2 separate regions of the Sus scrofa genome follow, and region 2 is linked to region 1. Evidence: chromatin contacts called from public Hi-C data. All regions are on one chromosome and are shown on one strand. The core of a region is the stretch at or near the end of the contact, and the rest is flanking DNA. Distances in the headings are between cores, read along the strand shown. Region 1 holds the start of LHX6 (LIM/homeobox protein Lhx6). Region 2 holds the start of RBM18 (probable RNA-binding protein 18).

Region 1 (4,407 bases), core at 701-3,200:
CTCAACCTCATGGTTCCTAGTCAGATTCATTAACCACTGCGCCACGACGGGAATTCCTGGTGTGGAGTTCTTGGCCCTGGCAATAATTAGCCGTGTGGCACCACTTTAGACATTTCACATGTTCTCTCCGAACCTGTTTGTTCATCAGTGAACAGGTGCAGTAAGAGACACTATCTTGGTAGTTCCCGTCGTGGCTCAGTGGTGAACAACTCCAACAAGGAACCATGAGGTTTTGGGTTTGATCCCTGGCCTCGCTCAGTGGGTTAAGGATCTGACATTGCTGTGAGCTGTGGTGTAGGTCGCAGACTTGGCTCGGATCCCCCATTGCTGTGGCTCTGGCGTAGGCTGGCAGCAACAGCTCTGATTCGACCCCTAGCCTGGGAACCTCCACATGCCACGGGTGTGGCCCTAGAAAAGACAAGAAGACAAAAAGAAAAAGAGAGAGAGAGACTCTCTCACGGGGTTATTGTGAAAGGAAAATGAAATCATGATCACAAAGTGCTGAGGCTGCTGTGGATAAAATATCGAGGAGAAGCAGCTGGGTTTAGGATGTACAAAAAAGATATTTGAGGAGATTGATGTCCATAGTCCTGCGAATTTTTGAGGGTGCATATGAACACACCTCACCAGCTTTCATATTGCAGTTATGCTTTTAGTAGAAAAGACCATGGTTTACAGAGAAAGTTTTCACTTTGAGCATCTGTGTCTGAGAGAAACAAATGGCTAGAATGCAGAGGGTGGGAGATGCCATTGGCTTGGGCTATTTCTCTGTACTTTGAGGATGTAGGTGTGAGTCTTTTGTATTACGCTGGTGGGCAGATACCCTAATCTGCCTGGATCTGGTAGGATGTGCCTGTGTGTGTACATGACCATGACTCCTGGGAATCCGGTGTCTGCAGAGGCGAGTACGCTCTTTCAGACTCTAAATGGTTATTTCACCATCTGTAGGGATACACTGTGTATATCTGTGGGTCTCTGAGTAGAGTAGTATGAGGTTTTGCACTGGTTTGCAACTCCCTAGGAATCTGTGCTCTCCTAACTGTGGATACACACATAAGAACAGTTATTCTGGTGGGGGGGGTGTTTACAGTCGTAAATGAGGGCAATTAGGGAGGTGATGGTATGTGCGACTGTGTGGAGGTTAGACGTGTGTTGTCTCTAGAGCCAGATCTAATTCTGTTTTGTTTTTTGTTTTGTAGAAAATGTGTGTATTTGTTTTTAGAAGATGCTATGTATTTATACGTCTCAGCTCTGTGTGCAAAGAAGGGCACTAAGGACATGTGTCCACTTGTGTTTATGTGTTGTATGTGAACTGTGTAAGGCTCTATCTTTGAGTTTGAGGCTTTTGTGTCTGAGGGGCTGGGGGCTGTGTCTCCTATCTAAATGCCTGGGCCTCCCTGCCTTCCCCACCTCTATTGATAAAGCCCTGGAGAAGGTGATAGGTGTTAGACTGGATGGCTCAGCAAATTCTCAAAAGAAGGCGGGTGTCCCAGGCACTCCCTCCCTGGGGAAGTCAAGGAAGCATCCCCCACCCCAGAATTCCCCTTTCCCCACCTGGCCCAATCCCACTGAGAATAGGATATAGCCCAAGTCCTTGGTGTGTGCTCTTTGGTTGTTACGGAGCAGAGGCAGCTGTGCAGGTGTGTGAGAATGTATGAATGCCTTGTGCTCGGTGTAAATGAGGCAAACAGGTAATCATTTGCATCAGGATGTACACAATCGTACCAGGCAAGGAATTGCATTAACAAAGTATAAAGTGTTTTACTTTATATAAGACCTATCTCAGCCCAAGATGTGACCATGGGTCCCTCTGGTATCTGAAAGTGGAGCTGTGCTGGAGGGCTGTGGGTGCCCCTCGAGGGAGGGGCCGTAGTGAGCTGTGTGCAGTGTGTGCCTGCCTGTGCCTTTGTATGTCAGAGTGTCTCTGAGTCTGTCAGCAGCTCTGAATTTCTGTGTGTCTATATGTCTGTGTGTATGTGTCTCTGGGTCGCTGGCTCGCTGTGTGTGTCTCGCTCTCCCTCCGCGGGGAGGGGATTGGTCACGCATGACTCATCTTGAACCGAGCGGGGCTCCAGCGGCAGGGCGGCCGCCACCGCAGCTGGAGGGGGAGGAGGACGAGGAGGAGGGAGAGGAGGAGGAGGACTACGAGGAGCGAGAGGAGGAGGAGAAGGAGGGGGCGGGGGCCTCTCCAAGTTTGTCGGGACCTTCTTCCGAGGCAGCTGCGGCGGCAGCCAGGGAGGCCAGGGCTGCGCGCGGGCCGGGGGCAGGGGCTGGGGCCGGGCCCGGGGCGGCGGGGCCGGCACCTCGGCTCTCCTGCTGCTCCTGCTTCAGCTTTTGCTCCCACTGCGGCCGTGGTCCCCCTCCGCGCGGCTCTTCGTGCTGCGCGCCGGCTGAGCCCGCCGCTCCCCGGCCCATGTACTGGAAGCATGAGAACGCCGCCCCGGCGCTGCCCGAGGGCTGCCGGCTGCCGGCCAAGGGCGGCCCCACCACCGAGCAGGTGAGTGAACGAGAGAGTGGGTGAGCCTCCCGGGCCAGGGGTCGGCAGGGACCGAGACCCAGCCGGGCCCGGCCGGGTGGCGGCGGCCGCAGGGAGGAGGGGTGCGGGGGTGAGCCTGGGAGTATGTGTCTGTGAATGTGTGAGCGCGCGCGAGCGCGGGGCGGGGGGGTGGTCGCGGAAAGCGGGAACACATTATGCAAATGTTGGAGGAATTTCTCAAAAAGCGATTTAGCAAAGACACAGGCGAATCAAGAGGAGGCGAGGCGGGTATTGTCCGTCTGAATAGGCGCTGATAGCGCCGATCCTCCGGGGGTTGTACCGGCGCAACGCTGAGAATCGCGGTGCTGGGCTTGTCCCGGGCGCTCTGAGGGGTTGGAGGGTGCTTTTTCCTCTCCTTGGACGCTTCCGTTTTCTCTTTTGGTCCCGTTTTGCCCCTGATCTAGCCCCCGTTTTGGCTCTGGGTTTCTCTCGGACTGGCCCTCGAAAGGCGCCTGAATCCGCGTCAATATATCTCCGCATCAATTTCGCCCCTCGCGCGGGGCGGACGGGCTCACGCTCTCAGCGCTCTGGGTTTAATTTTCCTCAAAAGCCACCCCCCATCTCTTTTTTATTTTCTTTCTTTCTCTCTTTTCTCCTTTTTGCATTTTGTGTCGAGAGGAGAAGGGAGCGAGGAAGGGGGGTGGGTGGAGGGAGAAAAAATTCGATTTTTAATTACTACCATTAAAAAATCAAATTTGCAATTCTTTGGGCGGCCTGATGGATCTCACTGATTGACAGTTGGAATTGACACTCTGGCTACCTCTTATCTTGGGCATTCACGACAATTTCTAATTGCAGGTAGTTTGTGTGTGTGCGCGTGTTTTTTTTCCCCCTCAGAGGCTTGGATTGCAAGGGAACTAAGCGATTACTTCAAGAGCCACGGGTTAAGTGCAGGGAGAGGGGGAGAGAGAGGGAAAAAATCCAATCCAAATTCAAATTGCTTCATTAGAGAGACACCGCTTTTGTGGGGAAGGGCTTTAAATGCCCACTACAAAGTTAGGACTCATTGTTCCGCGCCGGTTTATATAACAGGCGCGGGGAGGCGCTGGGCTCAGGCTGCGCGGAGCCAGTTCTGCAGCCTCGGCCGCCTGCGTTCCCTCCCCCCTCCCCCAGGTGATGGCCCAGCCAGGGTCCGGCTGCAAAGCGACCACTCGCTGCCTTGAAGGGACCGCGCCGCCCGCCATGGTGAGTTCGTTTGGCCCTACCTTCGGCCCCCGGTCCCCCGGCGGCCGGGCCCTGGGGAGCTGACCCGGCTTTCCGGCCCCGAACAGCTGCCCTTGCGCTGGGGGACTCCCAGAGGGCGCCGCCCCTTTCCGAGCCTCGGTTTTCTGGCCGGGAATGTGAGCTTTGACCGCACCTTGTACCTAGGACGTGCGTGCTAAAAGTTGGAGCCGTTCTTTCCTCTCCAGTAAGCCCTTTGATTCCTGTTCTGTAGCCCGTGGCTTGTCGTTTTGGGAGGATTTCGTTGTCAGTTAGTTCGCTGGAGCCCCAGATTTGTCTCCGAGACAGCGGCAAAGCCGGGCATCCGGCTCAGCCCTCAGTTCAGAGCGCGGCTCTCTCCATCTTCCCCACTGCAGGCTCAATCTGACGCTGAGGCCCTGGCAGGCGCTCTGGACAAGGACGAGGGTCGGGCCTCTCCCTGTACGCCCAGCACGCCATCTGTCTGTTCACCGCCTTCTGCCGCCTCCTCCGTGCCGTCCGCGGGCAAGAACATCTGCTCCAGCTGCGGCCTCGAGATCCTGGACCGGTATCTGCTCAAGGTGAGACGGGGGCGGGGTGTTGCGTGTGTGTGTTGGCGGGGTGTGGGTTGCAACCCAGAGGACTGCAGGGAAGCGGGCCGGCGCCAGGTCCACTAAATTTTCGAATCCTGG
Region 2 (3,976 bases), core at 777-3,276, 34 kb before region 1:
ATAGCTGTTGGCCTACGCCACAGCCACAGCAACGCAGGATCTGAGCCGAGTCTATGACCTACCCCAGAGCTCATGGCAACGCCAGATCCTCAACCCACTGATCAAGGCCAGGGATCAAACCTGCGTCCTCATGGATGCTAGTCAGATTCATTTCCGCTAAGCCACGACGGGAACTCCAAACTGTCCTGTTTTTCATAGAAGGCACATTTTAATGTTGTAAAGAACTAGATGAGGAAAACACACGTCCTGGCTCATCCACTACGCCAGCAACCCCTACCAATCCAGTCGTGTATTAGCTTATAATACGCTAATAATACACACAGACCCTTGCTGTACATAAAATACTTTCATATGTATTACCTGATTCCCACAATAACCAGGGTTATGATTACCACCCACATTTTACAAAGAAGCAAACTGATCTTCCATTTCCGTGAATACTCCTCCTGCTTCAGGGCCTTCAAACATACTGTTGCATCTGCTTGCAAAGGTCTTCCCACACCTCTTTAATGAACAACCTCACATTTTCCTTTCAGACTGCAGCTTAAACATCACTTCCTCAGAGGAAGCCTTCCTTGGCTGCCTCCTCTAGCCCAACAAGTCAAATGTCCTATAGCCCACTTTCATAACACCCTGTACTTTTTCATGGCACTTTAACAATATCAGCTAATATTTGTGCAGTTATTTGATCATGGTCTAATTCCCCCCATAAGACTATAAGCACCACAAGGACTAATGTATGCTTGTCTTGTTCATGGCTGTGTCTCCAGTCTCCAGCACATTCCTGAACACAGAAGACTCTGAATAAATGTGATGAAAGATGAGTGAAAGTCTAGAAAGGTTAAGTCCTTCCTCAAGGTCACAATGCTGGCACCAGAACTGAAATCTAAGCCCCGGACAGTAGGTCCTGGGCTCTGTTTCCCAAAACTGCTTCCAGTGTCTCTTGGTTGACAGATTTTTCACTTAGAGATAATAAGGCATATTATTCTCTAAATTCGGTGCCTTGTGAGGGCATTTATAGTATCTGACTATATATAAGATCACATCCCTGGCACAGCTAAAGGAAGGATAAGACACTTTAACAGATGGAGAAAGAGCCTTTGCCTAAGAGCTAGGAGGCCTGGATTCCGATATTCCTATCTCATCACTCCTGCCAACTATCCTTTTTAGATTCATAACTACTCTGTATTCAAAAAGTATTTGTGAAAGCTCTGCCGCTGACGACTTATATCAAGTCATTTCTTCTGAGGTTGTTTCCTCAACTATAACACGAAGAGTCAGACCAGACTTTCATTCTTTCTAGCTATAGAGCCTTCAAGATTCTGAGAATGCAATAGAGTGGGGTGAGTGGAAAAAAGCATCCAACTCAGAGAAGACCTGGGAAAGAATGCTGGTTCCAGCACTTCCTGGGTATGTGACCTTACATAGGTCAAACTCTCTTGGCCTCAGTCTCATCTGCAGATGACAATACGACTTGTTAGGGTTACCGGGACGATCGAATGAGATAAGAGCTGCAGAAGCACTTTACCAATATAGAAGGGCTACTGAAATGACTGTTTTGTCACTGGACGGCACAGAGTAATGTTGGAATTGAGTCCCCTCACTCACTAGCCGCGTGACCGTGATGAAATTACTCGTTCGAGCTTCCGTTTCTCCATCATGGGGAGAAACCTCCCACGGGATTGTTCAGAAAATTAAATGTTCCTGCCAGGTAGCGGGCAACTAAGTACCTGATACTATTTAGTAACCTAAGCCTCCCATCCTGGAAGTTCCTAGCTGATGCGATTAGCCCCGCCCCCAACCCGTGAGACTCTCGGATCTACCAGTCCCGCCCCCATCTGTAAAGGTCAAGCCGGATTCCAACGGAATGCATCGGGAACGGTGTTCCGGGCCCTAACAGTCCCCTGAGAAGTCCCTGAGCAGAAGTCTCTGGCGCGCGAGCCTCAAGACTATACCGAGGACACTCACCAGCTAGCTCCCAGGGTACTAGGAAGACTCGCGCGACCGCGGCGACGGAGGCGGCGCGGGCGTCGTGACGTCACGGGGCGGTGCGGCGGCGCAGGCGTAGTGCGTCAAGGGCGGCCTGGCAGCTGGCGGCGTTGAGGTGGACGGGTGTAGAGGGCCGTGGGACCGCGGAGACGGGACCTGCTTTGGGGGCATGAGCCGAGGAGAGGACTCCGAAGTCACGAGGTGAGTCCGGCCACAACGCGCCTCTACCCTTTAGCGCCGGCCCGACAAGGAGTTCCCAGCGGAGGCTCCCCCAGTGAGACGGCTCCTCAGACCCCGCCCCGGATCGTCCCGCCGCTGGCCCGGAAATATCAATCCGAGTAATGACCCCTCGCAGCTGGGAATTCGCGGCCAGGGATCGGGAAGCCGGGATTCAAGCCTTGACCCCACCATTACCATTAGCTTTTTAAGAAGAAGCGCCTTTGCTTCTCTGCACTTCAGTTTTCCCAAATGACTGTTCTTGGCTTCCAGGGTAGTTATAGCTCAGCTGGGCGGGGGCGGGATGGGGGAAGGCTAAAAAGCGTTTTGTGAACTGTGAATCTGAAGGGTTGTCGCCATTGCAAACCCAAGAATTTTGAGATAGTTGCATGCCATCTTAATCACTTATCACACTTTACCATTTCTCAAAAAGCTCTGTGCCAACTTATCAAATGTATTGCCATATTTTAGCCTCATAACAACTCGAGATAAGGATAATAATGCCCATATCAAGGAAGAAGAAAAAACGGAAGCTCCAAGTGGGGAAATGGCTTGCCTGCTTCATTCATTCGTTCATTCACTAAACTTTGAGCACCAGCCAGGAGCCAGTGTACTAAGTGCGGGGATGGGGAGGGGGATAGAATCATCAAAATAATCAAGACCCTGCTCAGTAGTAGCTTACTTTCTCATATCTTACTTTCTAGTGAGGGAAACGAAAGATAAAACAACGTATAAGGCATTGAACTGGTATTGAGTGGAAAGAAAAAGTGCCTGTGATAGAGACTAACAAGATGCCCTTACTCTGTTAAGGGAAAGCTTTTCTAGGGCTAGAGGACACTTGAGGGGAGATCACGACTTGAGTCACAAAATAATAAATCCTGGGTGCAAAAGCCAGTATTTGAGTGCCTGTCTTTTGGCCCCATACCCTGTACTCTTTCCCCTTAAAATGATTCACTTGTGTGGTATTAAGTACTTGTTGGTATTATTTATTGCTGTTTTTAGACATGAGAGAGTCAGAAGGGTCTACATTCAAGTCTCGTCTCAAATGTCATTTCCCTTAGAGGGCTTTCCACTCATTCTGAAGTAGTCCAGCCCCAATCTCCTTGTCAGATCTCCTTGCTTAACTACGTTTGCAGCACTGATCACAAATTACGCCTTGTATATTTATTTTGCATTTGTTTTGTCCTGCCCCTTTTCTAAATATGTGTATCCAGAAGGCAGAAACCTTGCTTGTTCACTGCTCTGTCCCCAGGACCTAGACGATGCCTGGAAAATACAGGCTTTTTTGAATGAATGGTCTGTAAGAAAGTAGAAGGAAAGGAAATCCAGGAGAAGACAAAATGTTTCTCCTCCCCCAACCTCCATGCCTGGGATTCTAGTCATGCCTATTTCTCCTTTCTCCCAGGAAGTAAAAGCAAGAACTGTGGCTTATTCATTTCTCTTTTTCAGCAGCTGGTAGCTGCTTTTCACACATTACAGAACAGATTGAACATGTGAGAGAGGAAGAAGAACGCCCTTGTGTGTTGGAGGGGTAGATAAACACATTTAACAAACAATATCTAGGGGCTACTGTGTGCTAGACTGTAGAGGCTGTGCTGAGGTGAATAAGAGATAACGCCAGCATTCAGTATGGCAGCTGTTGTTATTAAGACGCAGTTCCTACAGCAGTGATCTCAAAGGCACTTCTGGTCTTATAGGACCCATGTTTTTTTCTAGCAAGGAGTTCTGAAGTCTGGCACAGCCTGCCATCTGCCCAGGCCTTTTTTCTTTC

The links. A called contact is a pair of places that touch in the nucleus more often than the background predicts.
Region 2: a Hi-C map of skeletal muscle shows a contact between it and region 1, with 2.7 times the contacts expected there. The contact joins the promoter of RBM18 here to the promoter of LHX6 in region 1. A contact is called at or near these places in 2 of 47 Hi-C or Micro-C datasets (embryonic fibroblasts and skeletal muscle) and 1 of 2 datasets of contacts at active chromatin or transcription factors (skeletal muscle).

Annotation. Positions count from the first base shown.
Region 1 is chr1:262,320,320-262,324,726 of Sscrofa11.1, reverse strand. It overlaps LHX6 (LIM/homeobox protein Lhx6), which reads left to right and starts at 1,950. Exons shown (of 9, transcript XM_021068376.1): 1 at 1,950-2,497; 2 at 3,650-3,721; 3 at 4,114-4,296. The coding sequence starts at 2,045.
Region 2 is chr1:262,354,330-262,358,305 of Sscrofa11.1, reverse strand. RBM18 (probable RNA-binding protein 18) reads left to right here and starts at 2,026. Exons shown (of 6, transcript XM_001925816.4): 1 at 2,026-2,190. It overlaps MRRF (ribosome-recycling factor, mitochondrial), which reads right to left and starts at 2,312. Exons shown (of 7, transcript XM_003480599.4): 1 at 1,969-2,312.